Regions from separate parts of the Gossypium hirsutum genome. Here region 1 is linked to region 2. The links are chromatin contacts, called in public Hi-C maps. All regions are on one chromosome and are shown on one strand. Each heading gives the region's core, a stretch centred on a gene start, on an enhancer-like site or on the middle of the called end of the contact. The rest is flanking DNA. Distances are from core to core; before and after follow the strand shown. Region 1 holds the start of LOC107913402 (zinc-finger homeodomain protein 2). Region 2 has its middle 30 kb from the start of LOC107913400.

Region 1 (6,886 bases), core at 2,999-5,498, 190 kb before region 2:
ACGCCATGTCCCAGACATAGTCTTACATGAGACCTCTCATGATCTCAAGGATGCCAATTCCATGTCCCAGACATGGTATTACATGGGATCTCTTTACCTAAATGTTATGACATTTGTATCAAATACCTTCCAAAAGTTTCAACAGGACTTTTTAATACTAATTCTCTATCATTTCATACTTGAGTCAATATTAAATAATTTCATGAAGTAATTACATAATTGCTGGAAAATAACAACATTAATAATAATTATTGAAATATTGCATTTATTTACTGTAAACTTACCTCGGTACAAAATTTGACCAAATCTAGCAACTTAGTCCTCTATCTTTTTCTTTCCTCGGTCTAACTCTGAATTTTGTTCTTCTTGATCTATAATAGAAAGTTTAGCTTATTTAATACTCACATTCATCAAAAAAATCCTTGACTCAAACTTTTGAAAAATTACAATTTTGCCTCTAAACTTTTGCATAATTACACTTTTTCCCCAAAGCTCGGAAATTAAACTTCATCCCTTATTATTATGTTTTATGACATGCTGAACATTTTTCCCTTCTATGCCAACATCAAATTCCAACTCTAACATGTACTTATGAACATTAGGTATTTTTACCGATTATGTCGTTTTACTCGTTTTCACTTAAAATCGCTTAGGAAAAGTTGTTTAACATAATTTATAGCTTCATATTCTACCATAAAACATCAAAATAAACACTTTTCACCTATGGGTATTTTTCCAAATATAAACCCTAGGTTAAATTATTGCTAGAATAAGCTAAATTAAGCTACCGGGATCTCAAAAACGTAAAGAACATTAAAAATGGGGCTTAGAATCACTTACTATGAGGATTGGAACCTTGAAAAACCCTAAATATGGCTTCCCCTTGCTGATTTCGTTCACTGTGAAGAAGATGATATTTTTGGTCATCTTTTTCCCTTTTTAATTCTTTTTATTACTAGATTACCAAATTGCCCCTAACTTAAAAATTTCCTATTTCACTTATCTCATGTCCATTTTTGTCTACCAACTTAACCAATGGTCTAATTACCATATAAGGACCTCCAATTTAAAGTTTCATAACAATTGGACACCTCTAACATGTAGAAATCAACTTTTGCACTTTTACAATTTAGTCCTTTTGACTAAATTGAATGCCCAAACGTCAAAATTTTTGAACAAAATTTTCACAAAATCATTCTGTGAAATCGTAGACCATAAAAATATAAGAAAAATAAAATTTTCCTCATCGAATTTGTGGTCCCGAAACCACTGTTCCAACTAAGCCCAAAATCAAGATGTTAAAGTTTTCCCGATATGATCCTATTTTATCTCATGGTAATCATTACATCTTCCTTCTTGAAAAGTCAATTACTATCAGTAATCAACTCATCTATCACAAAGACAAACAACTCATGGTCACATTTACTTTTCATCTATCATATAATGCCAATGAGAGGATATCATTTACCCATTAGCTGGGCTATGAATTTCACTATTGTAAATGATGCTACATATTGTAGAAGTCGTATATCCAATGCACCAGCTTTCAGTTTCTTATCTATTTCAACTCAAGCTTTTACTTACATCAAACTATACGAGTCATGCATACATAGTTCACCATCAGGATTTAGGTATGTCACACTATGAATTTCACAAGTGGATAAATCCATAAACAAATCTAAGATCTATTCTACTTAGGTCATATCTGATGTATCGTTAATTTAGTCAGTCACATCTATGTTTCTATCTTTTGAGAGTCATCCGCTCCAATGCTCAAAGACAAAGCATCTCCCCAATTGGACTTGATAGACAACATATTAGTCTTTCAATTAGTTTGCTCATTTCTAATTATACTAAAGACATGTTTAGGTTCATCTACTAATACAAGTTGTCTTTCCGTATTACTATCCGACCACATAATATCACTTAGTATTAGTTAAATGTTAGATACCTAACGAGTTAATATTTGCTTTCATTTTTCTTTGCATGCAAAAATATTGAGGACACTGTATAAAGGGTATTAACATAATTAATAGATATTTTATTAGACCAATTGTTTGAAAAATACAAGTAGCTTAGACGAAATACCACACTAAGGGCATTAGATCCCCAAAAGTATTATCCTTCCATCACCACGCCTTCATCGAAAGTTTGAAACCCATCAACCAATTAACTCGATCATCATCATCACTCCAAAATCGACCCTCACAAACCTATTCAAGACCTGCGGATTCATCAACTAAACCAATAATAAAATATCAAAGTTTCAAATTGAAAGAAACAGAAAATCAAAGCAAAGAGTAGTGAAAAGTCAAGATTTCGGGTTCCATATCTTGAAGGGTTCGAGGTTTGATCTAAACAATCTAAATGGTGAGGAAGCGATCATTAACGAGGAGAAGTTCATACTCTGAAATGGTGTAGGTTCAACAATGGACGATGCAGATCGAGATTGTGGACTTCAAAACATTACAAGTAAATTCTTTAAAAAAATTGTTATAATAAAATGCATATATATATGGACATTGTCTTAAAATGTGATAATTATTATTTTTTAAATATTTATGTTAGAATCAAATTTTAAAATATATAATATTATAGATAATATATAAATAAATATTTAAGTTAAATTAAAGAGAAAATTTATTTAATTAGTTTTTATTTAAATTTTGATTACCTAATTAAAATTATAACTTAGTATTTATTATTATCACACCTTATTATTTAAAATATTGATGGGCGTATGTAAATATTTATGGAAAATGCTAAAAAAATACTTGGATGTAAATATTTAACTTGAACAAGTCCTAGAGTTATTTTTCCTAACATTAATTCTATCAAAAAATTTTAAAAATTAAAAAAATAAAAATAAAAGCACTTACGTATTTTTATACTTAAAAGGTTTTTGCTTATTAATGTCTAAGTACATTTACTAAGATTCGAACCACTTTTAGTAAAAATATTAATATAATCTCTAATAATCTTTTCATAAATTTAATTCGATAAAATCGATAAATTAACAACTTAAATTTATATTTATTTAAATTTTAAATTTATGTTTAATTAAGAAAATATGTATTTTTAAACATAAAATTAACTTAAAAACTAAGTATGGGTAATATTTAATTATTAAAATAAAAACTAACCTAGATAATATAAAAGCTATATTAAATAAATAGAAATTTATTTAAGTTAAATTAATGGATGATTAACTATAAATCATTTAATTGAAATTTAAAAACATAGATATTATCTTTAAAGATATAGAAATTAAATAAAAATGAAAATGTTGAAATAGGATAAATTAACTATAAATCAATGTTTAACAAGTGGAACATTTTCAATTTTTTATTTAATTTCTATATCTTTTAAAGATAATATCTATATTTTTAAATATATATATGACATTAATTTTGGGTGGAATTGGAAGGGGAATCATTAATTATTAATGTCAAACAGCTTGTGGCCTCTTGATTTTTATCCCGAATTCTCAATATATATGTACACATTAGGCTATTTTGAACCAATAGAAAAGCAGTAGATTTCTTATGATTTTATATTCAAATTAAATTCTGGACCGAAAATTTTCTAATCGGCTTTTTACTAACACTATTTCTATTTGAAATTTTGTGGAAAGAAAAAGCAATAGTCAGAAAAAGAACATCTCCCCCAATCACCCTATTGTGTGCATGCCATGCCTGCATGGTTTGGGTTTGGCAAAGACACTTGACCTCGAAACACAAACCGCCGCACTAATGAGTTACTAGCACGTTCCTTGCACGCGAATCAGAGGAGAGTATTAATAACCATATTTAAGCTCCTACTATTGCCCTCTCTGTCCTTAATTTTCTCTCTCTCTTACAGAACCTAGCGGGAAAATTAATTACATGTTGACGCCAACACCGCGTCACCACTTATGTCGGAAACTTTGGCACACACGTAAGACGTCGTGCCCAAGCTTCGCTTTTAATACCGACAATTTATTGCTTCCCCAAGTAATTCCGTGTCCCCCATCTTCTGCAACCCCCGTACTATCTCTTTACGCGCCGCCTCACGCGCCACCTGACCTCACTTTCATGTCCCACCTTTCCGTAACGAGATTACGCGAGAGTACAACACCATCTGAAAGGGTCCCATTCCAATCCAAAATAAATAACGTAAGTTTCAGTGTTGAGAGAAGAGCGTGGTTGGCGCGTGAAGCGTTGGATTCCTTTATTTTGTCCGCTTTGCAGACTGTACCCAACAGTGGACAAACCCCAGCCCTGCTATCTTCACTGTACCCTCTCTAATTCTTATAAACCAGCCCAATGTATTTTACAGTTCAGTAAAAAAAAAACAAAAAACAAATCAACACATAAATAAATGAGATGAGGAGTTAACAGATATTTGTTTTGGAACGGGAGAGTGATCAAGAAGGATCCTTGGTAAAAAAAAAAAGAAAAGAAAAGAGAGAAGAAAACTGCTTCTTTTGCAGATAAAAAGACAGGTTCAAGGGGAAAAAAAAATTATGGTCACACTGTCTTGCTCCTCTTATCTTTTTTTTCGTCTCTATTAGTGAAGAAAAGGGCGCTTTTTCTTTTTATAAAAATCTCTTTTTTGCGGGGGGTAAATTTTTGTCTTTGGTGGGAGAAATGGAGTTTGAGGATCAAGAGGAGCAAGAAGAAGAGATGGGTTTGGCACCGAGTTATGACCCGCTTGCAAACTCATCTCGAGTCAAAATGTCAGGTGTCGAACCGGGTTCGATAACTCCAACGGGTCAGCAGCAGCAACAGCAGCAGAGGAAACCAAGGTATAGAGAGTGCTTGAAGAACCACGCGGTGGGAATCGGCGGTCACGCCGTCGACGGTTGCGGTGAGTTCATGCCAGCTGGAACCGAAGGTACCCTCGATGCTCTCAAATGCGCAGCTTGTAACTGCCACCGGAACTTCCACCGTAAGGAAACGGAGCTGGGTTCCCCACACTCCGTCCCCATGACGGACCTCTACTTCCACCACCCCCACCACCAACCACCGCAATTCACTCCTTACTTTAGACCCCCAACGGGGTGCCTCCACATGGCTGGACAGCAAAGGCCGTTAGCCCTACCATCGATATCAGGAGGCGTCGGAGGACACAGCAGGGAAGATCAAGATGATGTTTCGAATCAAGGGAGTTCGAGGAAGAGGTTTCGAACAAAGTTCACGCAGGAACAAAAGGAGAAGATGTTGGCTTTGGCTGAGAGGTTAGGGTGGCGGATTCAGAAACAAGATGAAGCGATTGTTCAACAGTTCTGCAACGAAACTGGGGTCAAAAGGCATGTCTTCAAAGTTTGGATGCATAATAACAAGAACACTCTTGGTAAGAAACCCTAGAAACACCTTCTTCACGGTTTAGAGTGAGTGGAAAACAAAAATGAGAAAAGAAAAACTTGGGGGGATTTTAGTTAGATTTTTTAGGGTTACTTTGGGGGTGGGGGCGGGTTAACATTTGGTACTTTTGTAGTTATTATGATGTTGAAGGGTAGGTTACTAATATTAATATTGTTACATAATGTTAATGGCTACTTAATTTTAGCTCTAATGAGATGAAGATTTTTTAGTTCTAATATCTTTGATTTTGTTGCATATCAAAGCTCTATTTTAATGTGAAAATGGGTTTAGATAATGGTGCATTGAGGCAAAGTGGAGACATGCAATGCAATACAATGCAAGAGGCGTGAACATGGAAGAGCTTTAACAGGTTTATGAGCATGGGGATGGATTATGAGCTTCTCACGAGTAAGATCTTCTTTGTGTAATTAACCGAGATAAGAAGCAAGGAATTGGATTAACCATGATTTTCCTTGTATGATATATTGAACATATCCTTTGTACGTGAGTTTATCTGCAATTTCAGAGTTAATGGTCCTTTGCATGAGATCTTTTGCTTCTAATCAAACTTTTTTGTTTAGGGAAATCTTCATGCCGCGCTAACATTGATATATGTGCTTGGGAAAAAGTGAGAGGAAGGAAGGGGAAATGAGGGGGTTTGAGCTTGAGTTTGAAACATATAATGGCATGGCATCATCAATGAATGCACTTTTTGATCCTTCTTTCCTCCACCCAAATGCACTTTGCTTTCCTTGTTGCACACTTGTTTTGTTTTCACTTCCTTTTCGTGCTGTTTTTGTTTGCATTGGTACGTTTCTAAGTTCAATCAAACAAAGTTTTCTGATCAGATGGGCTACTTTCTGTTACCAATTGCAATCCCCCTTTTGTTTTGTTTATATATATATATTTCCCGGTAATGCATTTACTTTTTCAGTCTTTCTTTGAGTACAGAAGGGGATCTTCCTGCTTCTTCTTTTTTTTTTCTGAAAATTTCTTTTAATTAGTAATATATTTGCTCTTTCATTAGTATTCTTGTAGATAGTATAAAATAATGGGTTCTCAAACTTTATATGATATACATTTATTGTCAAACTTTAAGAACCTAACGAGATGCTCATGTAAGAATCACCTTGGGAAGGAAATGCATCAGCTACAGTAATATTTTCTGCCATGCAAAGCTCAAATCCAGATGTGGGTTTATAACGCCATGCTCGAGAAACTCAATAGACCCTGAACTTGACCTTTTAATTCCATCTTCGTTTTCTTTGTTTTTTTTTTTAATCCTTGAATGGAAACATGTGGAATCCCCAAGCAGCAAGGCAAATAAAAAGACGCATGTTTTTGTCTACAATTTTCTCATCAATCAAAACCCATGGCTTCATTTTCAGCCTTTTTGGTGGCTAAACTCCCTTAAGATCCCTAGAAAGCAATGTTCTTCTTTGTCCCTTCTCAATTCCCTAGTAAGCTTAAGTCAGTCTAAACTCCCTAGATGCCCATTAGGCTACATAGGCCTTGACTAGATGTGCTCTGATTGGTTGGTC
Region 2 (7,546 bases), core at 2,439-4,938:
CTCTTGATTGGACCTACCTATGTGAGTGGAAGTGTGGCCGCTTCTAGGAGCTCAACGGCTTGGTTCTGACAACACTTATGAAAAAAGGTTACAAACATATGGCCATAATAGTGTCCCTAGATATTGTGCATTGACTGGTATTAGAATCATTGTGTGAAATGTATTGGGTTAATCAAATGGAATAGTTAGTTCAAAGCATAGTCTACCATGCAATTTCGATTAACTTTAACATGTTTTCACTAAGTGAAGGTTCAATCATAAGACACATTCATTTATGCAATTGATTTCCAAGATTATCAAAATCTAGAATATTTTGAAAACGAGGGGAGATTGTGGGAACATTTTCAAATATATATATAGTGTTCCAATAGTTGCAAATGAAAAGTTATAAGTAACCAAAAGTTATGTCACTTGGTTATAAACAAATAGTCATAATTATTCAAGTAGATATCTATTGAATAATTATGTTTATTGCTAAATATTTGACTATCCATTTGGGTAGTTATGTCCCTATGAAAAGACATGAGGCCTCTCATTTGCATGACAACCTAAAAGTATAGAAAAAAAGGTTTATTTCTAATCTCTACCATTTTTTATATTTTTTAATTGTTCTATAAAAACTTACTGTAGAAATTCTTTATAGAAATTGATATCCTTACTATGCTTTGCTCAGTGCTCAGTGAACTGTTTCTGTCAGTGCAAAATGTAGGCAGTCATTGGGCTTCATTATATCCTCGAGGTTCATTTGCAAGTAACTCTTTCACACATCATAATATAAGTGGGGGCGAATAGAACCTTAAAAAAATTGGCATTGATACACGCCTTGAAGCCTTCGTTAATTTCTCTTAAGTTTATTTTTATCCCCACTCACCAACAAGAGTATGGTTGGCAAGGAATGAATTGGTTTTGATGTATGACAGTGTGTTTTTAACATTTTAATTCAATAAAATCAGGTTCTTTGCTAATACGAAAATTAATTAAAGGGTAAACTACCAAAATAGTCACTTTTGTTTGTCTCAAGTTACATTTTAGTCACTTATGTTATTGTGTTGTAACATTTTAGTCACTAAGCCTTTAATTGTCATTAACGGTGTAACGGTAAGCTAACGTGGCACGTTAAATTCTCATTTCAAACAAAAATTTTAGGTTAAATTATACAATTGGTCCCCATATGTTTTCACTTTGAGAAATTTAATTTTTTTTCTTTTATACTCTTTTAACTTTCTTTTTTTTCTTTATTTTTCATTCTTTTCTGCTTCTCCCTCTATTTTCCTCCCTTCTCCATCTCTTTTGTATTCTTTTAAATTTCCTTTTTTTTTTATTTTATGTTCCCTTCTTCATATTCCAATTGTAGTTTCAATAGATGCCTCAAATGATTTTCGTACAACCTAGCCCTTAAATCCATCATATGGTTAAATGCTACACATTAACAAGTAACCTTTAGTTGACTGTTTGACAAAATTTGCAGATGCCTCATGTTTGAAATCTCAATTCTTTGAATTAATTATTAGATCATTCAAGCAAAACAACTTTGCAGATGCCTTATGTTTGAAATCCCATTTATTTGAATTAATTATGTGGAAAACAGAGATGAAGAAGGGAGGAAAACAAAGGGAGAAGTAGAAGATAATGGAAAATAAAGAAAAAAAAAGTTAAAAGAACATAAAAGAAAAAAATTTAAATTGCTCAAAACAAAAAAAAATATGGGAACCAATTATATAATGTAACTTAAAATTTTTGTTTAAAATGATGATTTAACGTGCCACATCAGCTTACCATTATACCATTAACGACAATTAACAGCTCAGTGACTAAAATGTTACAACACGTTAATGTAAGTGACTAAAATGTAACATTTTAAACATAAGTGACTAAAACATAACCTGAGATAAACAAAAGTGACTATTTTGATAGTTTACCCTTAATTAATAATAATAAATAATTACTAATAGTAACTAATGTAAAAATTAATATTTGAAGCACTAATAATTTATATTTTCAATTATTATTAATAAAAAATAAAATTAAAATAATTAAATTTTAAAATTTTAATGATTTATTATAATTTAATTCATTGATAGTACATTAAATTATGCATTTTAATGTATTAAATATAAATCATTACTGTAAAGTATAATTCTTACATAAATATCATATTTAAAGTTGAATGTATGAGTCAATTCAATTTACTGTTATTTTCAAACTTTTTTCTAATTTTCGAAATATTTTTAATGAAAATAATGAAAAAAAATCTTCTAATTTTCTTATATTTGTGTTTCTAATCTTTCCTAAAAGTTATTTTTTAATGGGATATATATAATTTGGCCCCTAAATTTGTCTATTTGTAAAAAAAATTTGAACCTAGTTGATCTCTAAATTTGTATTTCGTCAACCAGTTTGGTTCTCCGCATTAACACTATTAGTTTGTGCTGATGTGACATTGCTAATCAATCTGGTGGTACCACATGATAACTTCTCAACTGACATACGGCAAACATAAATTAAAAATATATAAATATACATAAATTAATTAAGAAAAAGTACAATATTTTTTATGAAGAATGAGCTTAGACAAATGGTTGTCTAATATAGATTTGTCCAGGTTCATTATAGATGTGTTTATAGTAGTTTTTTATTTTATTTAGTTTTTAGTTTTTTTATAAAATATCAATTTTTTAGGTTGTTATGATTTTGAAAAATATATAAATTCTATTTAAATATATAAAATCCTATAATATATAAAAATATATAAAATCATAGAAATATATATAAAATAATATATATTAATGGCTTACGTAAAAAATATTATTAAAATTTATATATATTACAAATATATATTATAAAAATATATGTTATAAAAATTTATAACTAAAATTTTTTTATAAATTTAGACCGTTTTATATATTTGTATATTTAAATATTTTGAAATAATAAAAAACTTAAAAACTCATATTTTATAAATATATATAATTACTACAAACATATCTATAATGAATCTAGACAAATGGTTGTCTAGATATAGCTAGACCAACTACGTTAAAAAAAATTAAAAACCAACTTGGTGCAAATGAAAAAGATTCATGTGCCAAATTATATATGGTTCTTTTTTTCTAATTTTCCAACCAAATGCAATTTTGTTAGTATTTTCCATTTTCTACAAAGATTTAAGTTTATTTACATCAACTCAATTTTGTTACTTGTTACAGGCCCCAGGCTAAACAAAATGGAAATTTAAAACCAACGCTACTTGTTCATAACCAATTTTGACCTAAAATCTGCTTGGTTCATGTAATGTGTGGATGAAATGGAATGGCAACATACGTAATCTCTTCCTTTCTTTTGAAATCACAAACCCATATAGAAAAACATAAAATTTTAACCTAGGCAATTTTCTAAATGTTACAGACACATGCCTGATGCTTACATTCCACCTTTTCTCCTTTTTTCTTTTTAAATGTAGAAGTGGGTTTTCTCCCAAAAATTCTTTGGACTAAACATGAAGAAGCTTTTACTACAAAACACATTTCACATGCGGATTGATGGAACCTAATACAGATTCAATTTAGTGGTCCAAACACAGTCTTTGATATGTCTTTTCCTTTTTTGGGAGACAGTGCTTACCTTTTCAATCATCCTCCACATGGTTTATTTTGGGCCATCTAAACCATCCAGAAGATCAACCATGGCTTTCCACCCACCCAATACTGAGATCTTCATTTGGCTCCACATGTCTCCCTTTAGGCATGTCACCGCTGAATTATATATTGTGTGTCATTCATTTGTTTTAGAAACCCAACATCTCTTATCCCCAATAAATTATAGAACAAATGTTATATGATCCAACATATCACTAAGATTAATCAGCAAGTCGCAAGTAAGCACTCTATAATCTTACATATTGCATTTCATCATCCTACTATCAACCTCACACAGCAAATTAGACATTCAGAGATGCTCACTCCAATCTCCTCTCATTCAATTTCAAGCAAAAACAACTACAAGTAACCTAAAGATTATAAACCTACCAAACTATCTACTCTAATTGCCCCTTTTTCATTGCGAAATGCACTTTTTCACCACGCAAGAATTGCACACTTAGCTTTTAAACTAAAAAATACTTTCAAAACAGTGTTTTTATGCCTAAATGCAAAACTTTATTAGGGATTTAAAATTATTTAAAATTATAAATTGATTTATATTTTATGTATCATTATAATAAATTATTTAATACCATTTATCATTAAATTTAAAATTTTACAATATTTATGTATAATTTTTTTTTTTACTTTCTAACATAATGTCTATTATAGCTCATTTAGAAACCATGATTTGGATAAAAATATTTGGATTTGAATATCCAAATTCTTTGTTTGGATAATAAATAAAAAAATTTATTTGAATTTATCATAAGAGTTAAATTTTGGATTTCAAAATCCATTTTTAAAGATAAATTCTCATGATCCAAGATTGATTAAAAAAATATTGCAACTTTTTTTTCTCTCTTCTTTCATACTTCTTCAAAAATCAAACAATAATTAATTAATTTTACTTATAATACATCATCAACGAAACTCAAAATTTTTAGAATTGGACCAGTAGGCAAACAAATCAGATCACCAGTTCTCGGTTCGATTGATCCTATCGATTCGAGTAAATAAATTATTTACCATAAGTGATCCTTTATTTCGGACCGATATCCTAAGTGATCCTCAATCCGATCGACCAGTCCAATTCGATTTTAAAAACGATGATGAAGTTTTATGCATTTAATTTAATACAATATAAATATTTAAAAAAATCATTTATACCATAATTTGTACATTTTTAATTTATAGACCCCAGGCTTACTGGTCCAACCGGTTTGATCAATTCAATGGGTTTAATTGGTTTGACTAGTAAGACCAATTCGATTGATCCATCTAGTTCTATTAAATAAATCATAAAAATAAAAATATTGAAAAATAAAAAAGTTTTGGTTCAACCACCCAATCAATTGGTCCGCACTCGGGTCAATCAGTCTAATGCATCTACCCAAATCATTATACTAATCGATTCTCGATCTAATCTGCCGGTCTAATCTTGTTCAAACAATAATGTTCAAAATCCTCCTAAATAATTTAATTTAAAAATATATTTTTTAAAGTTTAGAATTAATTGAAATCAAAATCTAAAATTGAATTATCCAAATAATAAGCTTTGAATTAATTCAAAATCTTAAATTTTAAATATTTTAATTCTAAAATAAAAAAAATTAAAATAATAAATTTGTAAACAATAAATTTCAAAATTAGAATTTTGAAATCTAACTTCCCATTTTTAAATGCTATCTAAAAGATATTTTAATTTTTCACTAATTATTTTACAACTGTATCAAATACTTGATCTATGATTTATTTTTCATAGCATTTTTTCGCCACGCTTCTTCTAGAAACATTTTTCTAAAGAAAAAAAACTAACCCTTAAATAAAAAGTAACCCTTAACAATACTTCTAAGAAGACTTTTGAAATAAAAAGTGCTACTGAAAAAAACTAAAATTTTCTTTCTGAAAAAGAGCTTGTAAGCCAATTTTTGAATTTTGAAAAATATTTTTTTTTCAAAAATGGATTATTTAAAAATATTTTTTATCAAAAAGGAAATACTTAATACAAGCATGGGTAAACTGATCCTAAACTTAAAACCACCCCGAACCTCCTAACACCAAAACAGCATTATCATTGTTAAGCAACTCCCAAATGACTAGAATATATTTATTTTGCTTTTATGGGAAAAGAACATGGGAAATCATCGTTAACGTACAGTTCTTATAAGCTGACAAATGAACTGGATTAGATCAGAACTTTCGTAGCATCCGAGCCCACTTTCCTGAACGACCAAACCTATCAAACACCAACACCTTATGCTTCATCAGTCTGCTCCCCCATCAACCACACAGCCAAGCAGAAAAAGTTTGATTACAATACAATAAGGAAAAAGAAAAAAGACACAATGCTTTACAGTAACTTGTTTTCTAGCTGCCAACTACCTTGGTCACTGGCCAGTACCAAACACATTTGATAGGCTATTAAGGGTTTTAATTCGCATCCTGGTTCTTTTCACAAAGGGACGGCAATACGAGATTAGGGTTTAATGCAAGGGAATAAAAAGGAAGGCAAAATAATCAGCAGATGACAAATACAAAGTAACCCATAGAACTGTACCAAACTGCTTCCCAGATGTTAGGTAATCTGAGTAACTGGTTGAATGATGACAATGCTTCCCTTGATGGGACTCCTCCCATTAACCTATAGTCTGTACATCAACCGCAAATGGTTTCCTAAGAACCCTTTTTTCTTAAATTTATATATTGACACTAATATTTTATTTATTCAATCAACACTGAGCTGGGTTCACATAAGAACACCAAGAACAAGCTACGTTGGAGTAATAACTGTTCTATATATCTAGTCCTACTAAAACACCAATGTCTTTTTCGATCTGTGGAAATTAGTAATATTCAAGGTTATATATATAAATGGTGAACCAGTTGAGCTAACAATTGCAGCGATTGGTTCAAAAATTAGTAACTTTTTTAATAGAGAGAAGCCAGTTTTGAGGATTCAACAACCATCACGAGGGATGAAACTAGGGAGATATCTCATCCATTCAAAAGAAAGTAGAAACATCTGTTACAAGAAACAAAGTCCTATCAGTTACAAAGCAATATAATCTCATTTCTAATTTATTTCATATATATGTATGCAAATATGTAAGTATGTATATATTCCCTATTAGTTCAACAACCGCAGCTGCGGATGTTCCCATCAGCCATCGGTATTTGTCATGTCAAAGGCTTAAAATCGGACTAGACTGTTTGGTTAAATCAAAAAAATTAATTGTTACAATGGTATCATATAATAACTGAAAATAGGGTAAAATTATTGAGATAAATTGTGCTAGAGTTGTTAAGTGGCACTCGAGAGTGTCAACTACAGAGAATCACTGAATGATTAAAAAATTTATCTTATTTGATTTGGCAATTTAATGAGCTAATTATGTGTTGTTATTTTTAAGGTACCTCAATTAATCTATGAAAATCAATCATTGGCATTTGAAGATAGAATTGAATTCGAGTGAATCAATTAAGTCCTTAGAATGTAGAGATTTGATTGAGATAGTATTATTGATATTGGAGAGCATATCTTTGAGTAATTTTGTTTTGATTATTATTGATGTAACATTTATTTTTAAGGAGTTACTTCTTATTCACCAAGATCTATATTAGCAAGCTGAAATTGATATATGCTTTAGGCTTATCTAGGTTATGTAATGAGAATTTATAAGTGCATTCTAATTTGTTCATTATGAAAATATCTCGTGAGAGAGTGCAAACTAATATTGTAAACATTGTTGAATGTTTGCTACCCAAGTTCTCAATTGGAGGATTTGAAGGTGAGTGTTCTAATTTGTAGGTACAAATATGAGATCTCTATACTTAGGGAGTAATAGAGTATGAATCACTTGTAAAATTACTCACTAAGCTAGCTAGGCTCCATAGATGTAGGGAAA

Evidence for each region. Hi-C and Micro-C count contacts between places; a contact is called where the count stands out from the background.
Region 1: a contact with region 2 is called in a Hi-C map of leaf, with 2.4 times the contacts expected there. The contact joins the promoter of LOC107913402 here to the enhancer-like site in region 2. A contact is called at or near these places in 5 of 34 Hi-C or Micro-C datasets (anther and leaf).

Annotation. Positions count from the first base shown.
Region 1 is chrD11:32,373,885-32,380,770 of Gossypium_hirsutum_v2.1, reverse strand. It overlaps LOC107913402 (zinc-finger homeodomain protein 2), which reads left to right and starts at 4,248. Exons shown (of 2, transcript XM_016841974.2): 1 at 4,248-5,334; 2 at 5,637-5,892. The coding sequence starts at 4,629. The coding sequence ends at 5,695.
Region 2 is chrD11:32,182,138-32,189,683 of Gossypium_hirsutum_v2.1, reverse strand. No RefSeq gene overlaps it. Among protein-coding and RNA genes, the nearest start is that of LOC107913400, 30 kb to the right of the region's middle. Within about 2 kb of position 3,688, at least 2 of the 9 cell types and tissues checked have an H3K27ac peak or open chromatin away from gene starts, as enhancers often do. A contact at or near this core is called in leaf, where this site is marked.